Linked DNA regions of Rattus norvegicus: region 1 is linked to region 2. A link is a contact called in public Hi-C data. All regions are on one chromosome and are shown on one strand. Each heading gives the region's core, a stretch centred on a gene start, on an enhancer-like site or on the middle of the called end of the contact. The rest is flanking DNA. Distances are from core to core; before and after follow the strand shown.

Region 1 (3,496 bases), core at 570-3,069, 240 kb before region 2:
ACACAGTCTTCTACATATTGTGTCCTTGGATAGGATATTAATGTTCTGCAGGTGAGTCGGTGGGTGCCTTAAAATAAGCATTGTTATGAGTATTCGCTCCATCATTTGATTGGTGGAGATGAAAAGAAGCAGGAGGAAGCTTCCTTTTGTTAGCAGCTGGAACAAAAGTTTAAAGTCATTTGGAGGTGTGGGGCAATCACTAGTGGAAACACATCGGTATCAAGGTATCCTGACGACAGTTGGGTGCTTGTCAAGCCACAGACCATTGACGTCAGCAGGTCAACAGTGAATGTTTAGATACATGGAGGGAGAGTTGTGAGAACTCCAGGTGACACATGAAGGAGAGAGAGCAAACGTTTCACGAGTGGTCTACACTGCCTTCCCCATCTGCCACACTGCTGCTCACAGCTGAGGGAAGCAGAAAGACTATGGCCACAGGTGTCAAAGCCAGCTAACGTTCTCAGAGACAACCTCCACCAGCCCGATCCAAGGCACAGACCCAATTTTATGTCTGACACATTTGGGTGAAAAAATAATCACAAGTGACCTGTAAAGAACGTTCTAGAAAGGGGAGATGGTGACAGCATTATTATTATCACAGCCTGTCATTTACTTCTTCCAAACAGTCCGACCATATGCCCAAGACATGACATTGACTCCTGTGTCCAGGACACAGACATCTCACTCCCCCAGGCACCGTGGAGACACCATCAATCACTTATCTGCATGAGAAAACTGAGCTGAGGCTGGAAAAAGAACATTTGATGCTGTCAAAAAACAAAAAAGAGTCAATATGAAGTGTCCCATTTATCAAAGAGACATTAGTTCTAAAAGTCTGGGGAGTACATGTATGAAGTGTCCGCAGTAGGAGAATGGGCTCTGGGTGTAGACTTACATGAATACGGTTCTCTCCCAGACTCAGCAGACTCCCTGCTGAGAGTAGGGAGGCTCTATTAACTGATTAATTATTATTAATGCCAACTTTTATTTAGCTAGCAATTATAATCTATTAAGAGCATTTCTTCACATCCTCTTACTTATTCAATCCTTGGAACAACCCTGTAAGGCTTGTCAGTAATATATTATTATCTCCCTTTTTAGACAAAGGAAAGGAAAACTCCGGGGTTTCCTTGCTTAGGCTAATCCTACCGATAAATGGCAAGTTCTAGACCAGAACACAGAATTTCTGACTGCCGGTCTACTCCCTAGAGGAGCTGCGGAAGACTCAAAGGAAGAAAGGGAAATCGTTGGTTTAGAAGCGAAAGAACCCAGAAAAGCCTGCAGACCAGAATTCCTCTCAGTTTAGGTCAAAGTACGAGTAGGTGTGGCTCTATGACACACAACTGGAATGATTAGATCGGTTGACTGTGAGTCACATCTGCTCACACTGATCTTCCTTATGCAATTGGACACTCGATGTCAATCTCCCCGCAACTTGTTTCTTGCCAAGTTTCTTAAGCAGCCTAGTTGGAGCCAACTTCTCACTGTTCAGATTCTATTCTCAAGCTCTGTCTCTTTCATACCGCAGCCTTGTTTCTTTCTTTTGTCCTCCTTGCCTCAAGCTCACCCCTTGCCCTCCTCCCTTCCTTGATGTTCCCAATCAGTGCTTTCCCCCTTAACTTCTGCTGACCACTCTCATTTTGGTCTATCCATTTTCCCAGGTGGGGAGGGCTCTTGTGCCTCTTTACCCATGAGCCCCCTGGTCATCCTCCCTCTGCCTCTCACCTGTACTCAGCAGCCACAGGCACCCCTGGTTGCCCTTCTGATGTCTTCTTTCTGTTCGTCTGAGGACTCCAGACTGTCTCCAGGGCCTACAAGCCGGAGCTGTGCAGTCTTCGGGTCTTTGGGCTCTTTGTTATTTCGCTTCCTCGCTTCACAGCGCTAATAAATAACAACACACAATAAAAGATGGTCTCGGCTATGTTTCTCGCCTCCAGCCTCCAGCAGTGTTATCTCAGACCCCAACATTGCAACAAAGAAATCTCACAGTTGGGTTAGTGAAAAAACCAGTCCAGGACAGGAGCAGAAAACTTCAGCGCTTCCCAGATTGCTCAGCCCCAGCTGCCCTCCAGGGGCTCCCCCTAGTGGGAGATGCTGAGCACGACAGGCCAGCACTAGGTTTGGGTTGGTGCCTTGGGGTGGGAGGAGGGGAGTGCAGAAAAGACAGACTACACTGTGTCCTTCTGTGAGCGATTGCCTCTGTGTGATTTGCGGGGCTGAGGAGCTCTGAAATTAATCAGGGAAATCCTTTGGAGAGCCAGCGTTCTGAGGACCCAGAAGACCCAAAGTGCAGGTGAACGTGGTCTTAGTAGAAAATAAACTTACAGGGCTAATACTGTATAGGCACGCAGTGATTGGCAGTCATTTGCTGCTGCTGCTGTGTGTCCAGTTTGGACTGGTAAAAAATGTGTCACACAGTCACTCAGTCACACATGCTGTTCTGGAGAGACAGGCGTAGTCTCTGAAGTCTGAGAAAAACATGACCGTCCAGTCTCCTGGGCTCTCCTGGCCTTTTGGAGTCACGGTAGCCCTGACTGCTTTCTGCTGCCCACTGTGATGAATACAGACTGCATATCCAAATAGCATCCTCCTCCACAGAGATGCAACCTCATTCATTCTAACCTGCCCAGCAAGCAGGTAGGAAGAAAGAAATCGATTCTGCGGGGGCTGACAAATGATGTTTTCGTTGCTACCAGTCAAACCATAGGTGGAGGGAAACGGTTTTTCTGACCTCCTTCCCAGGACTCCAGACTGTGCTCCACCTCTGGAGATGAGGGGAGAGAAGCAGAGTTCAGGCTCAGGGCAGGGCAGTAGGAGCTGCACCCTCCGCCAGGGGGATTGGCTCGCCCCACCCTGCGATGTGAGCATAGTGTGTTTAGCAAGATGCAGAAAAGACCTGGGCTGATCCTGCAGGCAAGAATTCATTCATCATTATGCCAAATGGGGAAGGGGAACCATAGGACCGGAAGTTCTTCATTTACCAGTAAACCGGCAGTGAAAGGTAAATGAATAAGGAGACCTTCCAGGATGCTGACAGTGATTTGGTGCTGATGCTAGGTAACCACACGCCTTGTGATGCAATCCCTTTTCACCATCAGACCAGTTGGGAGACCTCGACTGTGAGATTAGAAGAGCCCTATTTTAGTGATAAGGAAACTGAGGTTGGAATGGTTAACGGACCAGCCTGCGATCAAATCGAAATCTCTGAAAGCTTAGAGCCCATTTCACATGTCATACTACCACCTGGGCTCGTCTAGCAATCCCGGAGAAGGGAGCTTTGGCAAGGAATCAACATAAGACACTTCCTGTTTACTCAGCAAACCAAATCACCCATCTCTATTCAATTCTGCTACCTCCCCGCAGTGCTGGGGGCAGCACTGTACTGAACCGCACAGGAAGCTCGGACTTGGTATAAGATGGATGGTAAAATTAGATTTCTTAAGAAACATGGCTGCCTCATGGGCTCTTTTATGGACATTACAGGAATTAGCTTCCA
Region 2 (3,395 bases), core at 896-3,395:
TTTCAGATAAACAGATGACTTTTTAGCATACATGTCTCAATAACTCCTAAGAAATCAAATTCTAGGAGTTCTGGGTTCTTATTTTCTAAGTCTGGTTGGTACCTCTGGTATAGGACGATGATCTACTTACTATTGACCCCAGAGCTGTGTAAAGTCCAGCAAAATTAAATGAATAAATAAATAAAATTGTGATATTCATTCTTTCAAAAAGTTTTAGGAATTTTTTATGAGTCTAGCTACGTGGCTCAGCAGGTAAAAGCACTTGTTGCTAAGTCGGATGGTGACCCAGGGGCCACAGGGGAGAAGGAGAGAACCGACTGTTGCAAGCTGCCCTCTGACCCTCACACAAAAGTCATGGCATGTGGGCACTCATACACACACAATAAATGTGAGTGCAAGCATGCTTGTGTGTGTGTGTGTGTGTGTGTGTATAGTGCATGCATGTGAATTCTTGCATGCATGCATGAGGTGTGTGTGTGTGTGTGTGTGTGTGTGTGTGTGTGTGTGTGTGTGTGTGTTCATGTACCACAGTGCTCATGTGGAAGTCAGAGGACACTTTCAGAAGTCTTCCATCCCATTGAGGCAGGGTCTCCAGTGTAATCTTCCTGGGTTGGAGCATCATTTCCAGAGATAAAATGCTCCCTAAATGTAGGTACAGTATATTGCTAACTAGATTATACAACAGCATCACTCTATCACCCAAGATTTACCTGGAGACTCACTGGCATCAAGCAATAAGTGATGGGCAATGGGCACTCCGTGTTTAGAGCAAAAAGATCCGAGGTTGAATTTCATCGTTGACTGTCGCACCTCTGGCAAATAAATTCCCCAGCGTTTCCGATTCTTTGTCTACAGTGATAGGGATAAGATGGCTACTGTAAGAGCCAAGTTAGGGGTTGGAGAGATGGCTCAGTGGTTAAGAGCACTGATGGTTCTTCCAAAGGTCCTGAGTTCAAATCCCAGCAACCACATGGTAGCTTACAACCATCTGTAATGAGATCTGATGCCCAATTCTGGTGTGTCTGAAGAGAGCTACAGTGTACTGATTTAAATAAATAAGCCTTTAAGAAAGAAAGAAAGAAAGAAAGAAAGAAAGAAAGAAAGAAAGAAAGAAAGAAAGAAAGAAAAAAGAAAGAAGCCAAATTAGCTAATGTGCACAGAAGCACTTTGCTTTTATGAATGGCTATAAACAGATTATGACTTATTAGAAAGTCACTCTGATCTAGGGGTAGCCCAACCCTCAGATCCCAGCACGTGGGGAGAGAAGAGTTGGGGTCAACCTGAGTTACACAGTAAAACCCGGGAGAAGAGATGGGGAGAAGACGAAGGAGAGAAGAGGGGAAAAGTGCCACCGAAGGTACCCTGGCCTCAGCTTGCTTTGAGGTGGGGTTGAGACTGCACAGGGAGGGCTCTTTCTCCAAGTTTTCAAGGGCAGAATTCTTAGCCACTAATCACAAGTAGTCATTTTACCGTCCATTCTCTTCATATTTCAAAAGACTAGGGTTCGAATGTCAGTTCCAAACCTCTGTTTCTTCTCATAACAAACGGACCAAATGATATTCACTCCACAGGAAGAGGGGCTGAGAAACATAGAGGCATGGAGCTTACGAGTTTTCTCTCTAGGGATGTGCTCTTTTCTCTGCTCCTCCTGGAGCGTAGGCTGCAAGCCCTGAGGAGTGGATAGGCTTAACGAATAGGCCTCAGTTTCCCTTGTCTTTCTTTGCTTAGTGGCTCTAAAAATCAGAGCCCAGCAGGAGAGGCGTGGGAGAGGCCTCTTCCAATCTCCAGACGTCCTTCTAAGATGGGGTCAGAAACGCTCAAAGCTGTTTTACCAGCGATCACTCTGGACTCCCAAGACAATAACCTTCTCTAATCACTACCAGATTCCCGCCAGAAAGCAGCAGGGGAGCAGTTGCCTTGACCCGCCAGGGCCTCCAGCCCCTCCCCGCCAGACGCAGGCTAATGGGATACAGACGTCTCCCTCCCAGCGCCGCTCTCCCACCCGCAGCCCCTCTCCAGACGGACGTCGCTCTTCCGAAGTCATTTTTTGCAGGTCACCAGGCCACTTTTCCACGAAGCCAGGGAGAAGCCTGCACCTCGGGACTTCCTAGCTACCCAGAGGGTATTGTATTCTCTTCTGGTGGAAGCCAACTTCAAAAGGGCATCAGGCGGGGCTCCGCACTCATTTCGATGGTACAACAGTGACCTCCAGTGGCAGAGCCCGGAGACGAAAAAAATCTCCTGCCATGTCTCAGAATTCTGTCCTCGAGGAAGACAGTCTACAATGTGACAGGCTTTCTCTTGCGAATCTAAAAAACGACGACGACCATGATGGACTCCATAGTTGCCGAATCTAAGCAATCCAGAATATGTGGCCAGGGGCAAGTCTCAAGTCCACAATCTGAGCACCATGGCCTATCATTTGTTTAGTACAACTTCCTCAGCCCTTAATCCACTCCAGACCCCGCCCTGGTCCCCAAGTGGCTTCTGTTAATTCCTCTGTTAGAAATGACCTCTTCATCTCTCTGCCTGATAAAAATCTTCGCGATGATGTCAGATGAGAGCTTGCCATTTGGGGACACTTTCCCAGATCATCCCTCCTAACAGAATTAATTCTGTCTTCAAAACATATAGCATCAAGGACGTCCATACTGCTGTACGCGTTTGGCTTAAGCAGCAACGTGATATAGCACTGTTATAGGGACATACACAGTTGTGAGTTAAGGGGTCTGGGGTGTGAGGCACGTCTACAGCACTGTGACAAATGCCTGCGAAAATGACGTAAGAGAAGAAGGATTTATTTTGGCCCACTGATTTGCATCTTTCTGTCCACTCTCACTGGTATCTGTTGCTTCCAGTCTGATATGTGATGAGACAGAATATCAGGGCCAAGTGCAAAGTGGCCTTCCTTGGGGCAGACGGGAGGTAGAAATGGGAAGGAACTCAATAGGGACAAAATACATCCTCCTAATGGATGTCCCCAGAGCCTGCTTCCTCCAGCAAAGCCTTACTTATTAATCTCTACCAACTCCCTTCAAATTACAAGCTCGTGGATGAGCCGATCTACAGATTAGCTCCGAGCCCTCCTGAACCGACCATCTTCCCAACGCTGGACTGTTCACTGTCGAGTCGAGGACAGAGTCCTTAACATATGATCCTTGACGAGGGGTGCACCTCACATGCAAATTATAATTACTGAGCTCAGAACGCTGCAGACTAGTGGGGTGGGCACAGGAAAACAACTGCCATCGAGGGTAGTAAGGGGTTCCATATTTGTCTCCAGTAAGAGTCTTCACTCCCGTCTGGGGGGAAAAATGCAATCAGAGACTCTAAATACAGAGAGGGTTTGGTTGGGTATTTGGGACTGAATAGGAGTTAATGAGGCAGGTAGAGTG

The links. A called contact is a pair of places that touch in the nucleus more often than the background predicts.
Region 1: a contact with region 2 is called in a Hi-C map of Schwann cells, with 9 times the contacts expected there. The contact joins the promoter of Lnc215 here to the enhancer-like site in region 2. A contact is called at or near these places in 10 of 12 Hi-C or Micro-C datasets (the A7r5 cell line, the Rat2 cell line, Schwann cells and 6 more) and 1 of 1 datasets of contacts at active chromatin or transcription factors (oligodendrocytes).

The regions. Positions count from the first base shown.
Region 1 is chr8:50,741,127-50,744,622 of GRCr8, reverse strand. It overlaps Lnc215 (long non-coding RNA 215), which reads right to left and starts at 1,819. Exons shown (of 4, transcript NR_126581.1): 1 at 1,726-1,819. It also overlaps a transcript of Mir100hgl not described here.
Region 2 is chr8:50,499,686-50,503,080 of GRCr8, reverse strand. It overlaps LOC102555203 (a long non-coding RNA gene), which reads right to left. Exons shown (of 4, transcript XR_005488105.2): 3 at 711-849. Among named protein-coding and RNA genes, the nearest start is that of Ubash3b, 72 kb to the right of the region's middle. Within about 2 kb of position 2,145, at least 55 of the 93 cell types and tissues checked have an H3K27ac peak or open chromatin away from gene starts, as enhancers often do. A contact at or near this core is called in Schwann cells and prefrontal cortex, where this site is marked.